Regions from separate parts of the Drosophila melanogaster genome. Here regions 1 and 3 are each linked to region 2. A link is a contact called in public Hi-C data. All regions are on one chromosome and are shown on one strand. Each heading gives the region's core, a stretch centred on a gene start, on an enhancer-like site or on the middle of the called end of the contact. The rest is flanking DNA. Distances are from core to core; before and after follow the strand shown. Region 1 holds the start of rho (rhomboid). Region 2 holds the start of CG2211. Region 3 holds the start of CG32313.

Evidence for each region. A called contact is a pair of places that touch in the nucleus more often than the background predicts.
Region 1: a contact with region 2 is called in a Hi-C map of the Kc167 cell line, with 2.2 times the contacts expected there. The contact joins the promoter of rho here to the promoter of CG2211 in region 2. A contact is called at or near these places in 5 of 107 Hi-C or Micro-C datasets (the Kc167 cell line, the ML-DmBG3-c2 cell line, the S2 cell line and 1 more) and 1 of 6 datasets of contacts at active chromatin or transcription factors (the S2 cell line).
Region 3: a contact with region 2 is called in a Hi-C map of the Kc167 cell line, with 2.0 times the contacts expected there. The contact joins the promoter of CG32313 here to the promoter of CG2211 in region 2. A contact is called at or near these places in 22 of 107 Hi-C or Micro-C datasets (the Clone 8 cell line, the D17-c3 cell line, the Kc167 cell line and 10 more) and 2 of 6 datasets of contacts at active chromatin or transcription factors (both in the Kc167 cell line).

Annotation. Positions count from the first base shown.
Region 1 is chr3L:1,460,673-1,465,711 of dm6, forward strand. It overlaps rho (rhomboid), which reads left to right and starts at 3,139. Exons shown (of 4, transcript NM_001274326.1): 1 at 3,139-3,458; 2 at 4,794-5,039. The coding sequence starts at 4,815. The region is part of intron 3 of Ptp61F (Protein tyrosine phosphatase 61F); the gene reads right to left. lncRNA:CR44842 (long non-coding RNA:CR44842) reads right to left here and starts at 2,129. Exons shown (of 2, transcript NR_124753.1): 1 at 1,716-2,129; 2 at 31-1,599.
Region 2 is chr3L:1,332,097-1,336,937 of dm6, forward strand. It overlaps CG2211, which reads right to left and starts at 3,263. Exons shown (of 4, transcript NM_138258.3): 1 at 2,945-3,263; 2 at 2,417-2,876; 3 at 1,593-2,360; 4 at 1,143-1,536. The coding sequence starts at 2,425. The coding sequence ends at 1,321. Hmbs (Hydroxymethylbilane synthase) reads left to right here and starts at 2,793. Exons shown (of 4, transcript NM_138259.3): 1 at 2,793-3,192; 2 at 3,848-3,920. The coding sequence starts at 3,145. It overlaps msd1 (mitotic spindle density 1), which reads left to right. Exons shown (of 2, transcript NM_138256.4): 2 at 1-230. The coding sequence ends at 157. msd5 (mitotic spindle density 5) reads right to left here and starts at 1,050. Exons shown (of 1, transcript NM_138257.3): 1 at 211-1,050. The coding sequence starts at 1,017. The coding sequence ends at 256.
Region 3 is chr3L:1,544,093-1,548,420 of dm6, forward strand. CG32313 reads right to left here and starts at 1,651. Exons shown (of 4, transcript NM_167891.3): 1 at 1,564-1,651; 2 at 1,382-1,513; 3 at 1,078-1,313; 4 at 736-1,011. The coding sequence starts at 1,602. The coding sequence ends at 873. pns (pinstripe) reads left to right here. Exons shown (of 15, transcript NM_206232.2): 15 at 1-731. It overlaps Pcyt1 (Phosphocholine cytidylyltransferase 1), which reads left to right and starts at 2,000. Exons shown (of 4, transcript NM_001299969.1): 1 at 2,000-2,214.

The DNA of each region.
Region 1 (5,039 bases), core at 1,889-4,388, 130 kb after region 2:
TTTATTCATTCTGATGACTTACTCCAGAGTCAGAGCCAATTTGGATTTGGCCATTGGAAACACTGTTTGCCCAGCTCCCTGACCAGCCTTCCGCTTTGTCTCAGCGTCTGGGCGAAATGCGGGCATCAACATTTGTGTTTGCACTGGTGTCTCCTTTTGGCTGCCAGAAATGCCAGTGTCGACATGTCCTGGGAACCATTCCAAATTCCGAGCGGTCTTCGGCATACATACAAATGTCCTTTTTTGGACAAAACTGCTTATTTTCAGTCCTGCTGCTGCACTGACCGCAAACCCAATGCCGTTGTCCTGCGTTCGTTTTGGTTTCTGGGCTTCTCGATTCGGTTTTGGGATTTGGGATGCACAATAATTTGAACAATTGCTACTTGAATGCAATGTTTATGTTCAATTATCGTGGCAGCACCACTGACCCAAGCGGTGGACTCCGTTCGGTTCGTTGCAGTTCATTGATTGACATTTTTATTATGCATATTCGCTGGTCTGTTATCCTTGCTACGCTCCCTCCCTTCCTTCCTTCCTTCCTTCCGTCCACCAACGCTGTTCATAACAATAAATTTCCAATTTGTCTTTAGCATTGGCCATAATGACGTCCACAAAAGAGACCTTAATCCAATAGATAAATTTCGAGCATTCCCTGGCTTCTTGGCCAGGACTCTTTGCTCCTTTTATGCGAAGGGAGACACAACTCCCACGATTCCTTCGACTGTTGTGGACAGTCTCATTACTTACTCCATTATTATTGGCCTTCATTCTCAATCAATTTTTCAATTCCACTCCCATTGCCATTTGCAATTGGCCCGTCAAGTTTGTATTTCGCCCCTTTGGTATCTTCAACGCCCGTCACTTCTGGCATTTCCATTGTTATTTGTTTGTTTGCAAATTTGTTCAAGAAGTTGTCGTTATATTCTATTTCGCAAGCTTTTCCTCTGCTCAAAATCAAAATGATTAAAACAACAGTTTGATACGAATTTTAATTCCCCTTTTTGCTGCGGAGTCAGTTAAGTGAGTCGCTTTCAGGACTCAGGGCATCATCCAGATCGCACGATCCCATTTGCATCTGCCTTCTCAGAAGCTGCTTGAAAGACGCGCCCCTGTCGGATGATTAGTGCTAAGATCCTTGGGCAGGATGGAAAAATGGGAAAACATGCGGTGGGAAAAACACACATCGCGAAACATTTGGCGCAACTTGCGGAAGACAAGTGCGGCTGCAACAAAAAGTCGCGAAACGAAACTCTGGGAAGCGGAAAAAGGACACCTTGCTGTGCGGCGGGAAGCGCAAGTGGCGGGCGGAATTTCCTGATTCGCGATGCCATGAGGCACTCGCATATGTTGAGCACATGTTTTGGGGGAAATTCCCGGGCGACGGGCCAGGAATCAACGTCCTGTCCTGCGTGGGAAAAGCCCACGTCCTACCCACGCCCACTCGGTTACCTGAATTCGAGCTCGAGTGTTTTGGGTGGCTGAGATTGCTTTGGTACGGTGGCTGACCTTGCCAGTGCCAGTGGGTCCATGTCCGTGGAGTGCTGGCAATGCGTGTCTGGCACAATGAAAACGCAGCAATGGAGGATGGAGGAACTCGACCTGAGGGAACGTGGGAAAAAAGGATTTACGATGAAGATGAGCTGAGAAACTCCGAGCTGATGACGTGCCTGGTCATGGGCATGTAGTGCAGCAACTGTGTTTTCGTATCTGCTTACCTGTTGCACGCACATGTTAAAAAGTCATCATAAATCTCAGTGGACGAGGACGAGGACTCTGAATCTGTTTCGCCTCTCTTTTGCGCCCAGTGAAAATATTTTCACTTTTCATGCGGGAGTTTTCATGCCGCCGATGAGGATGACTGGCCAGGATGGGTATATCTATCTATTAGATCTGTGTAAATTCCCAGCTTATCATGCAAAACACGTAACCACGTCGTCTCGATCCTTTCGGCCAGGAAGCCGAAAGCTACTCCTTTTGTGCAACATGCCGTGGTGACCTTTCCCGCGAACTCGTGACTGCAACGGCTCAGGCTGCCTAATAATTTGTATAAATATTTATTTTTGCTACCGATTTCTATCTGCTCGCTCAACGCCTCCGAGGGAGCTCTCGCTGGAAAAGGTGTGAAATTCGAAACCCCTGACAATGATGATCTTCTACGGGGAATCGGGGAATCAAGGGGAATCAGGACGGGGCTCGGTTTCGAATTCGATTCCATGACATGTTCTGCATTGCTGAGCCGATATACTTTATTTGCATTTTTGGCCACTTGCAGTGGCACGTTCCCTTAAAAACAACAGAATTATAGAAGCAATGTTTTAGCTATTGAACGGTTACGTATCAATAGAGGAATTTTAAAACTATTTCTAAGCAAGCAAATAGTTTTGCTAGTTTTTTTAGTTTAGAAACTAATTTACATTACCATTGTGAGCAATTGTGACATTGAAGTTATTTCTGGAAACTATTCGAAAGTGCGGAGCTAAAGAAAAAGCGACTGCTACTACCGATTTCATCATCTTTAATTGTGTTAACAATTTGTTTGACTTTCTTGTCTTTGTTTAAAGGCATCGACGGGAAACTCAGCAAAACAATGGACTTGGTACCTTTACAAATACAACTAAAATGAGCTTAAACCTCTTCTAGTACGTTAATATATATTACTAGTAATAATATAAAATGAGATAAAAGTCGGTTTTGCTGAAAGGCAATTAAACGCAAAGGCCTTGCTAGAATTTCGCAACATTGCAGAGATTAGAGCTCAGATCTGCGTAGTAGGCCATGACAAAGCGCAGATCGCTGGAGATCGGCGAGAAGACAGAAGACAGAAGACGACGCATTTGTTAGTCAGTGGCATTGGCAAGAAGTGCTGGCCCGTCTGGATGAGTCATTCACCGTTATGTGGCAAGGCGGCAGATGGGGGAAACCAGTGAATAACCAGCGACGAAAAACCTTCGAACCGCTCGCCTCGAGCTGCAGCAGTCGAGTGACTGCAGTGCGCACACCCCACCCACCCACACAAGACAAGATCCGGATGTGCCATGCAACACTTATACGGCCGAACCAAAACACAACATGTTCGAAGTGGCTCTCTTATACTGCACCGCACAGCGAGCACTTATAAAGGCCGGCTGCCTTGCCTTTCGAAAGTCAGTTGCGTGCGAGCCGCGAGCGCGAGATCATCAAACTGAGAAAGTCGGACTGCGACTCGAAACTGAAATTGAAACTGAAAGAAAGAAATATTCAAATTGTCGTGTGTGTGGGTGCAAGCAGAGAATATATATCTCAAGAATATCTGAATACAAGCTCCTGGATTTACGAGCAGCAAAACTAAGTTACCAATGTGCGAGCCGAAAAAAGCGAGTGAAAAACGTGCGAATATGCCAGCTAACTAAAGACATTTGGATTACAAGAAACCCACGCATTTTGGATTATAAACATTGCGACAGGCAGAAAAACCTAAGGTAAGCCCCCGACCCTAATGAGAAAATGCGCGAGAGCTAAAAGATACAAGATACAAAATATGAGTTGCGAGATACAAGCTACAAGCCACAAGGGATATGCAAGAAATGTGCAAATTGCAATAGAAATTGTCACAGCGGCAAAACAAAAGCATTTCAACTTAGAGGCGTAATGAGTTTGTTCAACCTGTGTGCCCGCTCGCTCTATCTCTCTCGCTCGCACCCTTTGCCCGTTTTTTTTTTTAGGGGTGCGAGTGCAGCAGAAAGCATAAAAAATGCAAATTACACCGCGGGCCATGTGAAACTATGTTTCTGACCAAACAGACAAAAAAAAAAAATGAGAAGAAAGAAATGATGAAAAGAAGGCCGAATGAATTAATTCATTATGTCTTAAAGCCCGCTTTCGACATCTCTTCTTCATGCTCGCATGGACATTCGGTGCAGTCTGCAATTAAAGTTAATAAATAAATTAATTAATAAGCGGCCGACTGCGATTTCGTGCCTTATTGAAATTGCTAGGCAACCGAAATGAAGAACATGAAAAGAGCGCCAGCCAAGGCACGGCACCCACTCACTTTTTCGAGCAGTGTAGGTAGCAGACACAAAAGCAACAACGGTGCGTGTGTGCAATGCGACTTGAGGCGAAAGAGAGAGAGGGGGCATATGCGAACACAATGAGTGTGAGTGGGAGAAACGCGTTTTTTTAAGTTTATTTTTTTTTTTTTTGTTGAGCAAGGCAATGAATTTGTTATTTTTTTTCCTTGTTGCGACGAACAGTTGTTTGGGGAATTTAAGAAGATTTGTGCTGTGACTGTAATTGAATCGAATGCGATTAACATAATTTGTGAGGAAATGTCTCTGGGCAATGAATTACAATAATGCCTGGCCATTAGCTGATTAGTTGGCCATTAGCGAAGATGATTTCAGGGCTGAAAGTGCAGTTTATGTAACGGCGTAGATGCTACACAAGCTACATCTTCAATTTTGTCCAGCTAATTTCGGGCCACAAAAGCAAACTTGGCCCATCAAATTTTATGGTTAGCTCACACAAGCTGACCCAGTTTTCCCTTCGGGGAAAAGCAGCCAGGAAGTTGCAGGCATCGGAATCCGTGTCCCAGGCCATAAACAAAATTCTTACCCACAAAGAAGCAGGCTTTTCCTTCGCTTTTCTTTTATTTCTGCTGCATTTCCCCACACACTCTGGTTTTTCTGAAGTGTTGTAATTGCTCTTGTTTTGTGCTGCGTTTTATGAATAACTTATGCACTTAATTGATTTTTGTTTATTGTTCGGTTCAAGTTAATTAATTACACACTTTATGCGCTCCTCTCTTTCTCCAGAATTTCTTCAACGGCGCCAGCATGGAGAACTTAACGCAGAATGTAAACGAAACCAAGGTGGATTTGGGCCAGGAGAAGGAGAAGGAGGCGTCGCAGGAGGAGGAGCATGCCACCGCCGCCAAGGAGACCATCATTGACATTCCCGCCGCGTGCTCCAGTTCCTCCAACTCCTCGTCGTACGACACCGATTGCAGCACGGCGAGCAGCACCTGCTGCACCCGCCAAGGCGAGCACATCTACATGCAA
Region 2 (4,841 bases), core at 2,013-4,512:
GGAGGAGACATACAGCGCTCTGGAGGGCTGCCTGGCCTACAGGCATCGCGTGGAGCACCTTGGCAGCTCCGTGCGTAAGCTGGTGGCGCTCTACGACACCGTGGGCCAGATGAAGAACTCACAGGAAGAGCAGTATGCCAGCGAGGATTCCCCCTAGCTCATCCATTTTTAGAATTTATTATTATGTTATAGTTGAAAAATAATTTAAATAAATTAAACATTTGATTTGTATTTAAAGCTCTTTAAGCGAGGTTTTCAAATCATGGCCATATTGTAGCTGCTGACTTGGAGAAGCGTATAGGTAAGCACCTCTACGAACATCTCCAGGCGAGCGGCAAGACTCCCGGTGGCGAGTATCTCATTGGGATTGGGCAGCTGGAGGCTGTTGGAGCGCAGGTAGTTGAGCTGTTCCATATTGGCGGCTATGGTCAGAAGCTTCTCCTGCTGCTCGGATGTAAAAGCATCTGGCGGAGACTCACCGCCGGTTGGCATGAGCTTTTCCAGCTGCTGCGCAAATCCATGGAGCTGCGTCAGCTTCTGCTTGTATATGGATTCTGTGGTGTCCAGAGCGGCTGCCTCGTCGTAGATCTTGGCCAGCTTTCGCTGGAAACCCTTAAAATCATTGTACACGTCCACGGCACTGCGCTGCTCCTCCAGACGCGTCAGACTCAGCGAAACGTTGGATGTGTTGATGCCCATGGCCACCGACTCGTCTGCTCCTCGCAGGAGCGTTGAGTTGGTACGTTGTAGCTCCCGCTTCTTGGGCATTTTCTGCAGGTTGGCCGGGTACTCTTCCAAGGTCTTGAAGAGCTCCGCATAGTCGGCTACCGAGCTAAGATCCCTCGGGGGCGTAGTGGCTGCTGCCTCCTCCTCCATCATCTGCTGCAGGCTGTCAAAGAAGGCCCCCGGTTTCATCACCGTCTTGGATACGCACACGTCCTTTAGGTTTCTCACATGTTGCGCGTACTTTCTGTACAACTTGGATGAAATGCTGCTGAAATCTACATTAGTTTCCATTTTTATTGTTTACGCTTCACTTCTCCTTTGATAACTTCGTTTGAATGGCCTGCGCCGCATCTATCGGAAATCGATAACGCAAGCTGTGGCGGTTTAAATTTGAAAACAAAAGTTCTATACAAATTATGATCGCTTACGGATTACTTGGGTTTTTATTTTTAAAAGCACAATTTTTAGAGTGCACTACACGTATTTCAAGTCTTCAGTGGTTTTAACGAGATCTTAATAGGGAGTTTATACCATATGAAAGTTTGGACTAACATGGCTGTTTGAATTCTGAGTCTCAGAACTACAAGGTGCATCTCATCCATACTCGGACTGAACGGTGAGCGAAAACTGACCCTTGGGAATTGAATTGGCATGGTACCAGATGCGTGTGTCCACCAACACAGCATCTCCGGGCTCCACATAGAAGGAGAAGGGCTGACACTGGTGGTCACATTCAGGAGCAGGTGCCAGAAACCAGGTCTTGTTGCCACTTAACTGAGCTTGCCACAACAGGCGGGGAATGTAATCAAGCTATAATAATTGAAAGATTAGTCATAATATTCGTTGATTTCTTGGTTTTTACTTACATGCATCACAGCCCCTTGCTCGTAGCCCATTAATATGAAGTCCGTGTGAGGCATTTCAGCATCGAAGGGCAGGAAATGCGGGCGGGGATACAGCTTTCTGAGCTCCGCCAGGACGGCCGGCTGGCAGACACTCCAGCCCACGAACCAGGGCACTCCTTGAGTAAGATTTGAACGCTCCGCGGACATGGAAAACACATGCTTCAGCGACTTGAGATCAGAGTTGAAGTGCAGAAACTGGCAATCTGAGTCCATTGCTCCCGGGACACTTTCGTACAATTCTTTTATGAAGGCAAAGCTGAGGTTCTTTTGTGCTGGCCAGTGAGCCACCGCCCTCTTCACAATGATGGGCATTGAGGAGTACGCGTGCGGTGCAAACTCCTCCATGGTGAGATTGGCCAAGATCAGGGGAGCCCTCACCCCTTTACAAAACTCGCAGTCACTAATGGGCCTGGTGGCCTCCCATACCAAGTAGTTGTTGGGCAGAAAGCAACGCACTCCGAGCAGGAACGAGATGGTCTCATAAAAGACCGGGGTGGCCACCATGATGAAGAACACGATGCCCAGCAGCCAGAGCAGATTCAACCGGTTCGGGTTGTGGTCCATGTCGCGCGTTTTGCGGAATGCCTCCTCCAGCTCCTGTGTGGACACCAGACCAGTCCGCATCACATTACGATGCAGAGCGTCCAGTTGATCAGCTAAGTCCGGACCCAAGCGCTCCCGAACCGCCTGCATTCGGTTGCCCAGCGTCCGCGTGGGACGGCTGATGAACTGGACCGTTCAGCCCTTTATTATTTTGCATTTCTTCAGTACTTATTATTCCTCACCAGAAACATTTCCAATTGATAGTCCTTCCCCTTTGTTTTGCTTCCAAACAGCTGAGAACGATAGGCTCATGGCGCGAGCTCTTTTGCCTATCGACTACAGAGTTGTCAGGGCTTCATAATTTACCAAATATTTCGTTTTGGTAGTTTAGATATTTACAACTTAAAATGTTAATAGGGCTGTAAATGATGTGCGGGTATAAGTATTGCTTTCACTTATATTGTCAAAAATATTTAAGTAATTTTTAACATTTATACACTGAACTAATTTTAGTCACGCTTAGTATTTTTTCTGGCTTCAGTCACAAACTGTGCCCATGCACTCGCCAGCCCTGTCAGCCGTTCTTCGTATATTTTAACGGTTCGCCCGCGGTCACACTTGTCATTCACTTTTCGCTCTTTGCTCGGTCGTAGTATCGGCCAGCAGCTAAAAATTTGGAAAGATCGTTCGGGCTGGGATTTTCTGCTGATTAGTACAAAGCCAACGTGACAATAACTCAAAAATGTGTCTTGAATAGTGCGTGCATTTACGTTTTCATTCATCTTTTATCGTTCATCCGGGCTCGGTTTTCTAATCAGCACTCCTCCTTCTTTGGCTGTCAACGTGACCCCGAAAGCTGTCCTTCTCGCACACACTTTCACTTTGCAACAACAACAGGAACAACGAACAAATAACCCAGCATAAACAATTGTTGTGCAACACTTATTAGCAAAACATTAGAGCGCCTATAATGTCGGCGCAGGAAAAGGTTATACGCGTTGGATCGCGAAAGAGCGAGGTAAGTGTGTTAAAGGCGACGAGAACTAAAATATGTGCATACTACATCCGCTTGGAATTCGAATTGGAAGTGCTGCATTTGAATTTCAATCACATTTTCGTGGCTCTCTCTTTCTCTCCCGTCTCCCCCTCCCTTATGCAAGACTTGTTGCTCTCCGCGTGGTGTTATTGCAGTTGTTGTACTTGCTCTGCTTTTTGGTTACTGTTACACAATTCGCTATAGCAACAGTACGCACTTTTGCAGAATGAGAGGAAGAGAGAGGCAGACAGAGAGGGTGAGAGAGAGAGGCCAAACTAATACAGTGCACTTTCGCAAAGTAAACCAACATAATTAACCGAAAGTAGAAAAAACGAATAATACACAAAACAAATGTGTTCCTCTGTCGAGCCCGCACTGTACTTGTTTTTGTATGGACCCCATTTGAAAACTTGATTTTAAGCTGGGCCTTTTAATAATTTTTGTGTTAATTGCACTGAGCCGCCACCTTTGATCGTGCTCGAAGTGAAGGCCACCTGTGTGCTGCTGGCATTCCAATTTGAAATTACTTGACTTATTTGCGAGCTAAGTGCCCTACTCTCTCCTTCTCTCTGTTAATTTGCATTTAGCATATAATAGGCACTCTATTAAACAATTTAACCCCCTTCCCCCTTTTCAGCTCGCTCTGATTCAGACCAAACATGTCATCGGCCGCCTGCAGAAGCTATATCCCAAGCAGAAATTCGAGATCCGTAAGTGAAAGTCGGGGTTGATAAATATTGGGGCACCGGCTGGAAGGGGAATTGGAAACTCATGATCAGCAAACTGAAAGGGAGTTGGAAGTGCTTACATACATACATGTAAACAGCGCAGTCATGCTGCACAGGGGCCTTTAGAAACTCTACACGAAGCATGACTTGTGGAAATTCCAGCAGGAGCCATGCTTATCTAGCGTTCTGATAGTGGTCATAGCAAATGTTGCGACTGTTTAAATGGGATTGCATACGATCGGCTTTATGCATATCGGCTTCTCTAAATTCATTGCTCTCGCTCTTTCGTCATCTCTTTTCCGCTCACGTGCCATTTGCCGAAGTTTGCTCAATGTCAATGGCTGTGCTGTTGTTGTTTCTCCCGAGATTAGGGAATGCCAACTCACACATACGCACAAACATACAGTAGCGGGCAAATAATCAGCACTAGAGATAATTATTATTCTTTGGAACTACCAAACTGTTTTGGCCATATAAATTCTGTTGGCTGAACCACATTACGTGAGAATTTTTGTTTGGATGAAGTGATACGACATTCGATCGGTCTATCTCTGATCGCAGTGAAATATTCGATAAGAGTCGCACTTTCTGGCGACATTATGGGAAATCTGTTGAAATTGTATTTGCACAGGCATGTTGAGTACCTTTGAACCCGATAAGATTGGCCAGTTTATGGAAATACATTTGGAAGCACCCACGATGAGTCAGTCGGTGTGGCTTTATCATGGCTAGCACCACCGTAATCTATTTGAAATTGTTGGATTTCACTTGCCCTATCCATATTTCATTGACATAAAATTTGCCAAGTGCTTTACTCAACGCCTCGCACGCAATTTCCCTCTTTGATATACGCTTTTATTCAAATTCTATTCCCGGTCCGATAAGCAAAACATTTGGAAAAGA
Region 3 (4,328 bases), core at 401-2,900, 210 kb after region 2:
TAACGCTCCCACTGCAATACTCATGCCACATCTCACCCACGGACATTTGCAACCAGTGACCTAGAGAATACTCACATACATATGCTCTTGAGGAATCTCGGAACTCTCGAATTCGTTGTTAGCTTTTAATGCGAAGCGGAGGAACTCCTGCCCCTATTACACCTATTTCTAGTTCTAACTATAATCCCAAGCCTAGCCACTAACCACTTGCCATTCGACCCTTCGACAGCTTGCCAAGAAACAGAGTCAAACGCTGAACGTTTTAGGGTAATGGATGCCAGTCCCGGGAACACTGAAGCCAAAGTTGAACAAAATTCCTTGTCATCGACGCAATCGAATTTTAAAGACATTTACTGTGCAATTAAGACGTTTACTATAACAAATTCTAAAATGTTGTTCAAAAATCTCCATATATTTGAAACGTATGCGTGTGTGTAGCTTAGTAGATAAGGTGTCCCAATCCGAAACCAAATCCAGTCAATTATCCTGAGTTCCATTATCAACAGTAGCTTTTAGTTTAGTTGATTTTACCAAAGAATCTTTGTTTTTTATAACGACCAACTTATGGCGTACATATTTTTTGTATATTATTATATTTTGGTACTTGAGTGAGTGAAATGAGATTAACCCAAAGGTGTTTATGTTATAATCAAGCTTTATTTTTACACTTTAGCCAAACACGTTTGCAGACACTACCTTAAGACCCTGAAAGTCAATAAATACAAATACGCAAATGATATATACGATTTAGTTCGAATACCGCTGGAAAATCTACAAAATTCTGGAAGTTCCGCACAGATATAAATTTAATAAGGTCGTTACGAAAGACAGCCAGTTACCAAATATATTGTTGACGCCATTGCGAGCAAATGTTATGCGAACTCAAACCCATGGTCAACAATGTGTTCTGCATCCCAAAACGTTGTCGGTCGCTTGGGAACATTGGACGCCATCTCTCGCAAAATGTTTCCAGGAGGAGCATATCTCACCACTAGGTATCGCGTTTCCTGTCTGCGGAAGACGCAATTATCTTGCACTTCGTCTTGCCATGGAGAAGTAATTTTATCAGATACTCACATTCTGCCTAGTCCAACGCCAAGTCTGGTGGAGGCGTTCCATATCATGGCCGTAAACCTGTAATACTTTGTGTTCTCGGCGAAGCCTCGGTAATGAAACCAAATTCGAACACATTCCCTAGGCAAGGCCTCCCGGAAAACGCAGACGACTTGAAGGTGCTTTGCTGATATTGGGTCCGTTGCATACAGGTATTCCAAGTAGTTCTCTGTATATACACCTTCATTCCTGACTATTTCCTAGAGGACGATGAAGACTGTTCAATTTTAAATAATTTAGGATTTTATACTGAGGCTGAAATACTTGCATCTGCGTATTCTGAGCACTCTGTACAGAGTTCTTCGTCCAGAACCATGGGCTGATTACCGTACTTGGCCCTCCTTCGATTGTGAGCCTCCAGGATTAAGGAGCGAAGACCTATGCCGATTGTCTGGTTGCACTAGAAGGAAATGGGTTCTCAGACTGAAGAAAAATGTTAGATCGTACTACCTCGATGGCGATTAAAAACAAAATAATTTTTATGCTCATTGCTTGTTACTTATTTCGCAGAAAGATTTTCCAGAATATGACAATTTTCACATAGTATTATTAAATACGCAAGGTTTATGGAAACTTTATTAATATGATTTACAATTTCGAGAATTCGAGATTTCATGCTGTGAATGAACATGTTACGTTTTTGCCGCAAATGGTAGGTTTAGGATTCATAGCCAGTGTTATTTTTGAATTATTATTAAATTAAATTTAAATTTGACACTTTATTGTCATTCTACAAATTTAAAAATTGAATTTTTAAACTATTTCGATAACTGTTTAAAGTTCATTCATTCCACGACCCAAAACAGTGAAAGTATTCGATAAGATATCGGTCTCCCCATGCGTCATCGATGGTATCGAAATGGAACTGATGCGCTTCCACCTCTAACAACTTTTGTTCACTAGGGTTATTCGAAGTTGTGTTTGTGTCCGACGAACAACAAACGAATTGTTAACAGACCGAGTGGGGTGACTTGTGGTCCGCGTTTCGTGTGTGTGTCATTCCAGACGAAAACGAAGATTTGCTTCGACAAGCAGAGAAAAGAAGGGACCAGCTCCAATCGATAATCGAAAGAACCGTTCCGAGTTGGAAGAAAGTGGAAAGTAAGTGGAGAGTGGAAACTATTTTGGTTCGGTGCGTTTTTTCAATGCGGGTCACTGGGAAATGCAGACACATTCACGGTGCCGAGCGGATGACGTGAGCAGAAGGGAGAGAGAGCGAAAGCTTGTTCTCTGTCTTTTCTACAGAGGCCGAATGTGCGTTTTGGATTCTTGCTCCTCAAGGCTTGTTTACATAATCACCGTCTCCTGCTCTGCTCTGCTCTGTTTATTCCCCGCGACGAACAGCTGCTGCGCTGCCACCGCTTATCGATTTTTTCCTTCTCGCTTTTTGCAGCCGGCAAGACGACGCCATTAATTGGCCGTCGCCACGTCATGCTTGTCGTATGATTTTTCGTGTCCGAACTTGCAGTAGGTGAGCACCCGCCCCACGCCTCCGCTCTCTCAACATCTCGCTCGATGACGCGTCATTTTGGTGGCGTACTTTACCCTGCGATCGTACGATTTCCCCAGCGGCAGCGTCATTCCAATGGGGCAAGTGTTAGTCACGCTACGTGCTCCACTTTCCCAAGCGCCTTTTTACCGTTGCGTTGCGTGGTCGCTCTTTTCCAGCCAAACATAACAGAGTGGCGGAGAGCGAGAGAGTGCACGCGCGTGTTTGGAGAGATCACACGCACTATCAGAGTCAGCTGTTTCGGCTTCTCAATGAACTTCGTGTTCGGTGCGTAGGCGACTGAGAAAAAGAGACGGACATATACATATTTATATATGAACAACAATAGTTATAGGGCATTGTGCAATTTTTCTAGACAATCTTATCACTCGCCTTGGAGCCCTAAAGCGCTGTAAATGCTAAGTAGGGTGCCCCAGAAAAACGTGCCAGTGTGTTAACTACAGTTCCTACTCCCAGACCGATAGTTCCCAGAGCGTTCTCACACGTAGCATCCGAAAATCACAGTTGACGTCAACTGGGTTTTTCGGCTTATTCCGTTAAGTCCATTATTGATAAGCCCACGCCCCAAGGTTATCAATGCAAATTGCTTGTGTGCACCATGGAGTACACCCCACGATCAGTCTATAATTGTACTCCGATCGTAGCTTATCAATGGCGAAAGCACTCGTACGCACGCAGATTTGAATAAAGCCCGAGGTAGTCTTTGATACTCAGTGGGCTTGGGCTCACACACAGAACTGTACTTTCGACCTTTTGCTGTTGGCCAAAAGCGAACGAACATCCAATAGGCAAACTCCAAAATCATCTCTTACTTTGCCGTGAGATTCGGCAGAGTTCTTCGGCCTGTTAGGAAATGTTAGCCCCAAACTATGAGGTTTGAAACAATAGTTAATTGTATTAAAAAATGTGTTTATCTCCTCACGCTTCCCGCATGATCTAATTTAATTTGTTGTACCGAGTTATCTGAACACATCCGGTTTTCGTAGTGACACGAAAAACGTAACTAAATAATTATATCAACCATTAAGGGTCAATTACGGTTACATTTTTAGAACGACTTGCTTTTGTTCTTAGTGTAAATTTTCCATTTGTGTAAATATTTGCAAAGATTCTCTATGTTTGTTGAGTGCTTTTGAGATAATGGAAGTGGTTCCAAGGATTTTATTTACTAGAAAATACTATTAAGCAGCACTTTATGGCCAGCTTCTTCAAAACTATATTATAGATTTAAGAACATGGCTTCAACTATGTATTCATTTATTGTATATGATTGAAGTAGTAGCAGCTAATCACGTGATTTAATTACGATCTTGCTAGTAGTTTCCCACATTCCCCGATCGCAGGGTTAGCCTGACCTCTGTCTGAAGAAAATACGTACGATGTGTAGTCCGTAGAAGTGTATTATAATGAAATAAGTCCGTGCTGATAGCGAACTTGGCCCGCCATACGTTTTGCCAGGCTGGCAAAGATCAGGCGGTGTGATTGTCAGACATGCAGGGTGTTTGTCGAGTGCTAACCATAATTAAAGGCGAATTTGTCTTATCGCTGGAAACAGTGAAACATGGCTCGTTTCCGCCAAACGCATTTATCGTGTTTCCAGATACCCGCGATTCGCGATTCGAGTGCAGCGGAAGCGGCCGTCAGGCGCAGAAATATTGTTCTTCTCCGAGATAAGTTAGCAGCAGGTAGTTCAGGGGATCTTATC